2 separate regions of the Mus musculus genome follow, and region 1 is linked to region 2. A link is a contact called in public promoter capture Hi-C data. All regions are on one chromosome and are shown on one strand. The core of a region is the stretch at or near the end of the contact, and the rest is flanking DNA. Distances in the headings are between cores, read along the strand shown.

Region 1 (5,904 bases), core at 2,630-5,129, 51 kb before region 2:
ACTTGGATTAAATGAGTGAACTGTGAGTGGAGTGGTAGAGTTGAAATAAGGAAGAGCTTTGCTGCATTTATCATGCTAGTGAGCCCAAGCATGTTCATGCTGTGCATGTGCGTGTGCACGAGTACACTAATGCCTTTCTGGACTGCTTGCACTTTTCAGTGTCATGACTGTCCTCCAGGCTAAAAACTAGGAGCTACACTGATGCCTTAGAACTACCTCAGACTTTGTGACCAAAAAGTTCCATTCCCTTTCACTTCATTGCTAATATTTCTATCCCTTTGTGGGATCACTGTGGTGTGCACCTTTGATATCAACATTGAGAAGTAGAAGCAAGAGAACGAGGAGTGCAAGGCCAGTCTTGGAAATAGCAACCCTTGCCCCCAAATATATACACACCAAATTCTGGCCATATATCCTAGGCTGACTTTGGGGTTTTTTTTGGTTTTTTGTTTTTGGTTTGGTTTGGTTTGGTTTGGTTTGGTTTTTGGTTTTTCGAGACAGGGTTTCTCTATGTAGTCTTGGTTGTCCTGGAACTCACTCTGTAGACCAGGCTGGCCTCGAACTCAGAGATCCACCTGCCTCTGCCTCCCAAGTGCTGGGATTAAAGGCGTGCACCACCACGCCTGGCTGACTTTGGGTCTTTTAAAAAATTATACTTATTTCCTTACTAGAGGGTGGAAGTCAGAGGACAACTGGTGGGATCAGTTCTCTCCATCTACCATGTGGATCTGAGGGACTGAACTCAAGTCATCAGGCTCCACAGCAAGCATCTTTACCCACTTAGCCATCTCTATCTACCCAACCCCATCTACCCAACCCCAACAACCTCAGCCTCTAGAATGGTGGGATTGAGGTATGTGACGCTATGCCCAGCTTTTAAAAAATGTTCATGGGCGTTTTGCTACACACTTGTGTGTCTGGTGCCAAAGGAGACCAGAAGCGTCAGATCTCCTGGAACTAGAGTTATAGATGGTTGTGAAACACCCTGAGAATCAAACCTAGGTCATCTGGAGGAGCAGCAAGTGATCTTAACCATGGAGCCATCTCTCTAGCCCATTATGCCCAATACTCGGCTTCTGTTCTGATCTTCTCCATCTGTCTGTCTCTTTTCCACATGACAAACCATCTTTTAGATCATATCACTTCCTTGCTTTATAAACCTTTCCAGAGCATTGAGAACAAAGTCTAAACTTGCCATAGCCTGCAGTGTGAAGAGCCTTTACTGTCTCCACCTCTCTTCAAACCACCCTCCAGTGCCTTACTCCCCTAGACCAGAGAAGATGTGGGGTTTGGGAAAAAGCAGCTGCCTTTTTTCTTTTTTTTCCCCAGTCACACCACCTTCCAATCTTCCAAGGACAGGCTCTTCTATATTAGTCCCAAGATGAGGCCTTTCCTGCTACTCATTCTTTGTGTCTGTCTCCTCCTTATAAGGCTGCTTCATAAGATCAGAGCTGTACCTTGTCTCTTCCTCTAATGTAACCACAAAGGACTAGGTACTTCAGGGTATCACACATAGTTGCTACTGTTTGTAGACTGGATCAAATGAAGTCCTAAACAAAAATCATTTTATAATTTGAAGATAATATTGTTACGGCTAACTTTTTAGATAGATATGAATTCTAGTTGAAAAACAGGTGTGGTTTATAGCTTGCTATTCTAGGTAAAGGAAGCTTTCAGAGAACTTGGAAATGACTTTCCTATGTTTTCTGTTTTATTCTACAGATTTATGCTAAGGAAGAGTTCTCCATGATGTTATTTCTATACAGGGTATCTTTGCAACCTCTCACCACAAACCACAAGTTTTGTAACAATGTTTTATAAGACTAGGATTTGTTTCTCTTAGTGCAACAAGTCTCCTTTCTTCCAAACACTCTTGAGTTGTCCATTAGAAAGCTGACCTCCTGGCTACCACACTGGGGAAAGTGTTAGTAACTTTCTATGGTAGTACCTAGCACTGCTTTTGTCAAAAAAATAAATAAATAAAAATTTTAAACATAAAAATTTAGGGGGTGGTCAATAAGATGGCTCACTGAGTAAGGGCTCTTGCTACCAAGACTGGCAACCTGAATCTGATCACCAGAAATCACATGATGCAAGGAGAGAGTCCACTCCCAAAACTTGTCCTCTGACCTCTACACATCCATCGTGGCACCTGACATCTTTACATCATCATCATGTGCGGTATGTATAGTTTATATGCACATGTGTGTACATGAATGTACACAAAGGCCAGAGGAAGAAGCCAGTTCTATTTCTCTTTGCCTTATTTCTTTGAAACAGAGCCTCTCACTGAAACTAAAGCCAGACGGACTGAAGGCTAGCAAGTACCAGTGATCTCTTATCTCCAACCCCCACAAGTGCAGTCATGCCTCACTTTTATGTGGGTGCTAGGATCCAAATTCATCACATCTGCATCCCTTTGTTCTAAGCACTCATCCCTTGAGTCATCTTTCCATTCCCACTCAGTATTTTAACATGTTTCTGATTATTCCAACTGTGTGTCATTCTGGAAAAGGCAAAATCCTGGATATAATGAAAAGAACAGTGGTAACCAGGGGGTGTTATAGGTAGAAGTAAGGGGAAACAAGTGGGACATGAGGTCAGGGAAAGTAATCTGTAGGAATATATGTATTATATATGTTTTACTCATTTTATATAGATGTTTTAACATATATATAACATATTATATATGTATATATATTTTACATACTCTATCCTCCTGGATCCTATATGATATACATACATACTGCATGTAGGCTTCTGATATATCCTGTCCCTATCCTTGAGAACTGACAGGCTCCCTTCCTCCTTAAAACCTCTCTTCCAGCTAGATATGGTGACATATACCTGCAATCTCAGCATTTGGAAAGTGAAGGTAGGAGAATCAAGAGTTCAAGGCTAACCTCAGCTACATAGTGAATTTTTGAAGCCACCCTGGGCTACCTGAGACCCTGTCTCGAGAAGGGAGGGATGGAGGAAGGATTTGAAAGGAAAGAAAGAACCAGACAATTCCGGGAAGATGAAAAGGAAGGAGGAAAGGAGAAAGAAAGGAAGAGAAAGGTAAGCAGGGAGAGGAGAAAGAGAACATTTTTCTCCATTTCCTCTGATGCTTGGAGTGGTGCTGGCTTGTAATCCAAACACAGGAGGCAGAGGCAGGTGAATCACAAGTTCAAGGTTAACCTGAGCTACGTAGGGAGAGCCTGTTTCAACAAACAAACAAACAACTAAAAAGGCCTGTCTCTGGAATTTTGTTTGTTTTGTTTTTCGAAACAAGGATTCTCTGTGTTGCTCTGGCGGCCCTGGAACTCGCTGATTTGGAACTCCACGATCTGCCTGCCTTTGCCTCCCCTCTTGCATGCCTGGGGTTAAAGGAGTGCACCAACCACCCCTGCCTGCCTACGGGATTCATTCTTGTCCTGGGGAGCCTGACAGGGTGAGGATGTGGAGGGTAAGCAACTCCATGGGAGCCATCTGCCGGAATGGAACCTGACAGTACGGCTCTGACCTCGAGAGACACGCTGACCTGGGACACTAACAACCTGGGACCGTGACAGCGAGAAACCTGACAGGAAATGGACGGGCTGGGAGGGAGCTGACAGGAGTGGACAGGCAGGGTAGAACCTGACAAGAAGCAACCGGGCAGGGCAGAAGAGACACGAATGAGTGAGTCTTGACTGGAAGGGACCTGACAGACCGAGGGCCGCGCGCACCGCGGAGAACCTTGGGGACGTCGGCGCGTGCGACCCCGCGCGAGTTTCCCCTCAGCTCAGGCACCAGCTCTCAGAACCGGAGCGCGGTCCCGCGCCGCCGGCCGGATGCCGAAACAGGCAGTCTGGGTCGCGGCTCACCGGATACTTCCGGGCCCGCTAGGTGACCCACGGGGTTCCACCTGACGCCGGTCACGCTCTAGGCCTTCCCACAGCCCGGTGGGCGAACCGCCTGGAGTCCCCGACCGTTAGCTCGAGCCCCGCCCCCTCCGCCCCCTACTGACCGCGCCCCCACTGACTCCGCCCCCAGCGCTTGTGGACTCCGCCCCTATGGCCGCGGGTCTCACGCACGTGTTCACGGTTAGGGGAGAGGCACTACCCATTCCTTGGACTGGAGAACTTTGTTAAGGACTCAGGTGGTGGAGGCCAAGTCGGCCGTAGGTACTGACCCAGAAAAGCCAATTTCGGGGTCACTCGAAGACAGGAGCGGCGACCACGCACCGCACAGGAGCTAGTGAAAGGGGGAAGTCGCTAAGGAAGCAGGCTAGGCATTTGCCGCAGTTCTCTGGTTGGGATCCTGACTAGGGTCTCAGGCTGTCCCCACTGAGCAACCCTCATAAATGTCTTATAATTGCACACGTCTCCGAGAAAGCACAAAGTTACCTTAAGTGAAATATTCTTAATTTAGAGCAGAAAGTGAACTGAAGGAAGACACGGATATAAAAACCGATAGGGTTGTGGAAGAGGAAATGGCCAGATGCTCTTATTAAAGGAGTTTCCCTGGTTTTACCACATACCATATATATCAGGAGGTACACATATAATATTATGTAAAATAATACTATTTGAAAATACCACAGTATTATATAAAATAGATAATACTATTTGGGGGCAGGGACGTTAAGACGGGGTCTTATGATGTCGTTCTGGCCGTCCTGGAACTCACTATGTAGACCAGGCTGACCTTGAACTCTCAGAGGCCTCTGCCTTGGAAGTTCTGTGATTAAAGACATGAGCCATTATGCTGAGCTTAAAATAGATAATACTAATTTTTTTGTTGCTTTTGTTTTTTTAAGACAGGGTTTTCAGGAGGAGGTGGTGGTACATGCCTTTGATCTCAGCACTTGGGAGGCAGAAGCCGGTGGATCTCTGAGTTCAAGGCTAGCCTGGTCTACAGAGTGAGTTCCAGGACAGCCAGGGCTACACAGAGAAACCCTGACTCAAAACAACAAAAAAGACAGGGTTTCTCTGTGTAACAGCCCTTGTTGTCCTAGAACTTACTTTGTAAACCAGGCTGGTCTAGAACTTCAGAGATTGAAGTAGGAGAATCATGTGTTTCAGGATCATGAGTAGCTCAGCTCATGAAGACCTAAAAAAAAAGAAAAAAGGCCAAGTTGGACTATCTAGAACCTGTCTCAAACAAACAAAATTACTACCATATAAAAATCTTACTCTGACTTTCATTAATGAAGTACTTATTGAAATAAGTAAGTTAAGGTCCTATCACTAAATCTATTAAATTTGTCAACATTTAGTATTATTTAATTTTTTTTTCGGTTTCTCTGACAAATATTAAGCAGCCATATGTTAACATATATTACAAAAGAAAACTGCATGTAAGCCAGGAGTGATAGCACATGCCCTCAATCCCAGTTTTAAGGAGGCAGACGCAAGCAGATCTCTGAGTTTGAGGCCAATCTGGTCTACATAGAGAGTTCCAGACCACCCAGGCTACACAGTGAGACCCTGTCGAAAACTAAATTCAAATTTAAAAACACCATTAGTGCCTGGAGAGATAGCTCAGCCGTTAAGAACACTTGTTACAGAGGGCCCAAGTTCAATTCCAGGCACCCATATGGTAGCTCACAGCCATCCATAACTCTAGTTCCAGAGAATCCAAAGTCCTCTTCTGACTTCTGCTGGCACCAGGCATGCAGTGTGCATACATGCATGTGGAGAAAGCATTTACACACACACACACACACACAAAAACAAGAGTACAAAAACACCATTAGAGTCGTTTCCTTCCATCATCAAAATTAATTTTTATTTTTCATTTAAAAAATTCTCGGCCGGGCATGGTGGCACACGCCTTTAATCCCAGCACTCGGGATGGCAGAGGCAGGCGGATTTCTGAGTTCGAGGCCAGCCTGGTCTACAAAGTGAGCTCCAGGACAGCCAGGGCTATACAGAGAAA
Region 2 (5,736 bases), core at 1,590-4,089:
CCGTGGCCCCCAAGATGGAAGACCCTTAAAAAGCCCAAGAAGCTGAGGATGTAATTCAGTTGGCATAGGATTTGCCCAGTATGCACAGGGCCTGAGTTCAACTCCTAGACCTGCATAAGAACAGCCAAGAACTGGGTATGGTGGCACAGGCCTCCATCTCTTTTTGAGTTTGAGGCTGGCATGATCTACACTGCAAGTTCCAGGCGAGCCACAAATGCAGAACTGGGACCCTGCCTCAAAAACCAAATCCCTTTGGGTGGGTGGCATGACTCAGCAAGTAAAAGCCTTTGCTGTGCAAATCTGTTGACTGCATTCAATCTCCAGATCTCACAGGGGGAAGAGAGGAGATTCCTAAGAGTTAGCCTCTGACCTACATGTTCTTGTCAGCATATTCATTCTCTCTCTCTCTCTCTCTCTCTCTCTCTCTCTCTCTCTCTCTCTCTCTCTCTCTCTCCACACACACACACACACACAAAGAGAGACAGACAGACAGACAGACAGACAGACATAGTGGTACCTATAATGAAGATATCTGTAATCCCCTGCACTGATGAGGTGTAGCTAAGGGGATGAGAAGTTTAACCATCCATGGCCACACTGAGAATCTGAGGCTAACATGTGCTACAAGAGACCCTGTCCCAAAAGTAGCAGCAACAAAGCCAAAGAAATAATGTAATGGAGAAGCAGAGAAGATAATAGTTGTGCAAAAAGCAACCCAGGGCCCCTCTGCTGAGTCCAGCAGATACACGGGTCACTGCCTGAATGAGGCAGATCACAGCCCAAGATGAGCAGTACCTCCCCAGTGGCTGCTCCTCTCCCACCTCCCTCCCTCAGCCCAGGTCCTGTGACTGGAGATACCACCATGGTATCAGGTGGTAACTTTCAGAGGCTCAGTGCATGCATGTGATGGGTTGAAGGGACATTACCTGAGAAGCTGCCACCAGAGAGCTATAGCCAAGTGAAGAAGACACTAGGCTATACAGTCCCGAATCCCAGACAGGCCACTTAGCTTACTCCACACTTCTGAGCAAATCCAGAGCAGCAAACCACAGAGGATAACCCTGAGTAGGGTGGGGCCTCGGGTCCCTCCCTTCCCCAGCATCCTCTGCACACTTCCACATGGATCCTGAAGCTGTGCTGTGTCCTGAACGCTCCCTCCTCCCATGCTGAGAACATCAGTGTTCCCGAGAACCTCTCCTCGGGTAGTACTGACCCTTAGAGGTCTCGAGCTTGTTCTCTCCCAAACCCGTTAAGACCGGTCTTAGTGCAAAAGGCAGAGTTAGCAAACGGGAGTACAGAAGAACCCGGGAAACAGTCAGTGTGCCACCCGCACTGACTCTCCAGGTTATCATGGCTCAGCTCGGGCTTGCAGAAGAGGCAAGCCAATATAGCCCCATTTCCCTACATGAAGGAGCAGGGGGCCCTCGATGCCTGCAGGAGGCGGTGGGCGGAGCCTGTGGGTAGTCACACCAGAAGGGAGGAACCAGAATCTGACCATCCACCAGGACATACTGCTGTACCTGGGGTAGTGCTCCCCACATTCCACTGCTGCATCCCAAGTCCTCCTGTATGTAGAAAGGACAGCTACAGAAGGGTGTATTCCAGTCCCCACCCTTGGGCTAAACCAAAGAGCAGAGTCTCCCTCCTCAAAGCCCAGACCTAACTTTCTTCAGACTCCAGCAGCTATAGAGGGCTCCCTGATGCAGGGTGAGGGAGAGATTCTTAGGGGTGGAAAGGCACTTTCTAGAACACTTCTGGAAACCTGGAGGCCCTTCCAAAATATACTTGACTAGTGGTCAGATAATTACCAGTACTTACCCAGAGTTATAGCAGGGAATGGACAGACACGAAGGGATGATAAAGTGACTGAGCTCCAAGTATCTCTAAGGCTGCCAAGTAGCTCCACCGGGATTATATTGATATAAACCATAATAATATATGGATATATATTAGTAGCTTAGTGGTAGAATACTCGTTTAGTACATTTGAGGCTTCAGGTTCAATTCCCTGACCCTCTAAAAAGGAAAGTCTACCTGCCCAGTTATCTCACTCGCTTGAAACTACTTTCAAGATAGGATCATGCCTCGCTGAGTCCCTTGGCCACCCAACAGGAGAACAGAGTTTTCTCTGAGATTTTCTAATTCCTGCGACCCTTGGCTATAGATGGCCTCTCCTTCGAGGGTCGCTGTGCCCAGGAAATCAAGGCTATTTCCCTAACAGGCTTGTTTTAGACCCAGTGCCCAGGATTCTACCCTACTCATCCTGGGTTCTAAGAAAGCACAGTCCAAGGCACACACCGACGAGGCGCGGACCAGCAGGGACGCTCACCGGTACCAGGCGAGGCCGCGATCATAGCACCTGTCGAAGAAGTGGGGTTCAGAGCCAAGTGCACGGACGTCGGGGTGCAACCGCAGGAACTCCAGCAATGCGCGCGTGCCGCCTTTCTTCACACCCACAATGAGCGCCTGAGGAAAGCGCCGGCGCCCCGGGCCGCTGGCCACCGGCAGGCCGGGTGCTCTCAGACGGAGGGAGGTGTGGGGCGGCTCGGCGGGTGCAGGAACCGGAGCAGGGGCGCGGGCGGCAGGTGGACAGCGGCCGGGGAGGGCGAAGAGGCAGTAGGCGCTTAGCAACAGAACTACGAGCGCCAGCGGAGCACGGAGAGCACGCAGTGCAGTCCCCTGGCCCGTCCCCGCACCCTGGAGGTCACCGGCCCCGCCGCCCAGGCCACCGCTACCTGCCATGGGGTCGCTTCGCGCTCAGGCTCGGGAGCGGGAACCGCAGACAGGTGCGCATCCCGGCTATAGTGCGTCGCCCGCTCAACCCCAGGGCGCCCGGCTTCTGGGTTGAGCTCCGCAGCCTCGCAACCCTGGAGCCGGAGAGGGGCGGGGCGGGGCGGGGCGGGGCGGGGCGGGGCGGGGCGGGGCCGAGACGCCCCTCCCCAGCCCTCGCCTGGGACTAGCGACTCCAGCTAACTTCCAGAGCGACCAGGAGCTATCCCAGCTACCCCAACACTCCTCCTGAGCTGGTCTCCGGTTCGCTTGGCTCCAAAGTCTTCGCTCTTACACTACGGGAATGCGTGGCGCGGAGGGACACAAGACTGGGCGAGTGGGAATCCCCGTTCTGTCCTTTAAAAGTCTATCTCTGCCCCTTTGGACCAGGGCGACAGGTGTGCGGCCTCAGCCCCTGTTTCCCGGAGCCAGGGCCTCATCACCGGAGGACACCGTGTCCAGGAATCGCCTGTGCAGGAAGGATGGAGCCAGGCATACATCCGGCGCGGAAAGGGTCCCCATGCATCTTTGAGCCTGTGACAGGAATGCTTGTTGCATTACTTGCCAACAGTCCACCTAGCCATTCATTAGGGTGGGAGCCCTGCCCTGTGGAGAGAGCTTGTCCGATAGTCGGGCCACCATTTTAAAGTCCTTGTATCAAATAGAGCTGGCCTCCCCAAGATGTCAGTGATCCCTTCGGGAAATTGCAAAGCGGTGACACGCCCCCTCGCCCCCCAGGAGTGAAAAGGCCTGTACTAGGAGGCAGGGGAGGCATCTGGGTTCTGTCTGTGGAGCTTCCTCTGAGCATAGTGAGATTCCCGGGGCCCTCACATGTGTGAAACCTACCAGACACTGCAGAAACTTCTCACCCACCCACCCACCCCCACCCCACCCACCCACCCCCACCCCACCCCCGCGCCTCCATGTCCTGTTCCTGGCTCACCGAGTCTACAAAGCTGCTTACTAGGAATGCAGAGGAGGAAAGACTCCATCCAGGATGCCGAATAAGTTGCCCTGACCAGGGAAAAGGTAACGGCGCCTCTTCTTTCTGCCTCTGTCCGACTTTCCTGGCTGCCCAGTCTAGTCCCTGCCCCAGTACCCTTACTCAGCCTCTGCCCTCGGCTCTGTTTATTAATCAGCAGTCCGTGGGTCTCATGGCATCTGAACAAGTCTCACACTGCAGGCTGCCTCTGAGGGACAGAAAACTCCAATGACCCACAGACATTTAGTTCCCACCCTGAGGGCAGCTAGGTACAAGGGGGACATGCACCACCCAAAACTAGTCCCAGACACCAGAGCTACATTTGCTTGTCAGGGCAAGCTGGTGCCAGCAGCCCTGTGGGCGGGTTTTTAGTCCAGCACTGTCTGGGAAGCATGTTAGTACATGTAGGGACCTAGGAAGTTCTTCTTCGGATCTAGCTGTAAATGGGATTTGTTGAAGACAAGCTGGTTCTCCTCTGAGCACTCCCAGGGAGGTCCCATACTGCCCGATTACACCTTCACAGTCTGAGTTGTCACCACTTGAGACTTAGTCCCTGGTAATCCCCCCATCTCCTCAGTGCTGGCTAAGTTCCTACCTCCTGCTGGTGATTTCCTCTGCAGGATGCCTTTCCACAGGGCAGAAGACTCTCCAGGAGACACTGGCCCGGAGCAGCTGAGAGTTTGGAAGCTGACTCTCTTTCTCCATCTTCCCTCTGGCTCTCTTGGCGGGAAGGGGTACAAATCTGGAGATCCCCCTGATGGCACCCATTCCCAAGCTCTCCAAAACTCCTAACATGGTGCTGGCATGCAGAGACTACTCAATACATACTGATTAGAGAGGAGAGGGTAGAAAAGGCATTCTGGAGGTGATGGCCAGATAAGAAGTTAACCAAATTCAGGCAGAAGAGGGAGTGGTAATGGCTGCTCAGCAGAACACAACAGCCAGAGAGATTGGAATGGGAATGCAAGCTCATCTTGCAAGGAGATAGGAGAGGAGAAGGGCCTATTAAAGTCCCTTCCTCTGGCCCATGGCCACAGGCTACGGCCACCATCAAGTCTTTGGGGTGATAGCTTTCTTGAGGTTCAGCTCACATACTATTCAAAACTAGACATCATTGACTTCCAGAACGTTCATCATGTTGTGCAAATATGGCTATCATCGACTTAAATGTTTATTTTAGATTTTATTTTGTTATTTACGTGTAGGACTGGATTTTTTGCCTGCCACTTATGTGTGCATACCACATGTGCCTAGTGTATGAGTATGTCAGAAGAGAGTGTCTGGTCCTCTGGGACTGGAGTTACAGACAGTTATGAGATTCCATGTGAGTGCTAGGAATTGAACTTGAGTCCTCTGGGAAAGCACCCAGTGCTCTAACCACTGGTCCCACACCCACACCTATCAATTTTAAAATATTTTTATCACCCTCCAAAAGAATCCTAGACCCATTAGCAGTCATCCCCTGTTTTCTCTCTTTCAGCATGCATGATAACAAGTCGCCAGTGTGTTTTCTGTTTCTCTGTGCTCACTGGTCTATCACAGACTCATCCAGAGTCTATCAGTTTGCCTCTGACTTCTCTCTGAGCACCACTATTTCCGGGGGCTTCCACAGTGTGGCATGTCAAGGCTCCGTTCCTTTTGTGTCTCACCTGTGGGAAATTTCTGTGGGTCCAAGGTACACCCTCTGAGTGCTGATAGACTCCATTTACCCTGAACCACCACCTTCATGGAGCGCTGGGCTTTAGGGAAGCCCTGAGACACTACTTAGGGGATGGGAAAACACAGTCTAAGGTGAGGGAGGCTGAAGCTGGGGTTCTTTGACTCCCAGGCATCCAGTCACCAATGGGGTGCTGCACAGAGGAGTCAGGAATGAAGGATCAGGGATCCATGGAACCCGCAAAGAGGTCAGAACTGGGTGCTCCCAAACTCCTGGATAGCTAGGTGCTGCTGGGTCAGGAGGAGTTGGGAAGGGAGTTGGAACCTGCG

The links. Capture Hi-C pulls out chosen DNA fragments and counts their contacts.
Region 1: a contact with region 2 is called in a promoter capture Hi-C map of pancreatic islet. The contact joins the promoter of Meiob here to the promoter of Hs3st6 in region 2. A contact is called at or near these places in 14 of 39 promoter capture datasets (the 3T3-L1 cell line, 3T3-L1-derived adipocytes, the C10 cell line and 10 more), 8 of 15 datasets of contacts at CTCF or cohesin (the G1E-ER4 cell line, embryonic stem cells, hippocampal excitatory neurons and 4 more), 227 of 484 Hi-C or Micro-C datasets (the 3T3-L1 cell line, 3T3-L1-derived adipocytes, the 63-12 cell line and 123 more), 39 of 115 datasets of contacts at active chromatin or transcription factors (the 230-238 cell line, the HPC-7 cell line, Th17 cells and 23 more) and 6 of 9 other capture datasets (adipose tissue, embryonic stem cells, embryonic tail and 3 more).

What each region holds. Positions count from the first base shown.
Region 1 is chr17:24,802,357-24,808,260 of GRCm38.p6, reverse strand. It overlaps Meiob (meiosis specific with OB domains), which reads right to left and starts at 3,879. Exons shown (of 14, transcript NM_029197.1): 1 at 3,849-3,879.
Region 2 is chr17:24,750,091-24,755,826 of GRCm38.p6, reverse strand. Hs3st6 (heparan sulfate (glucosamine) 3-O-sulfotransferase 6) reads right to left here and starts at 2,839. Exons shown (of 2, transcript NM_001012402.2): 1 at 2,329-2,839. The coding sequence starts at 2,741.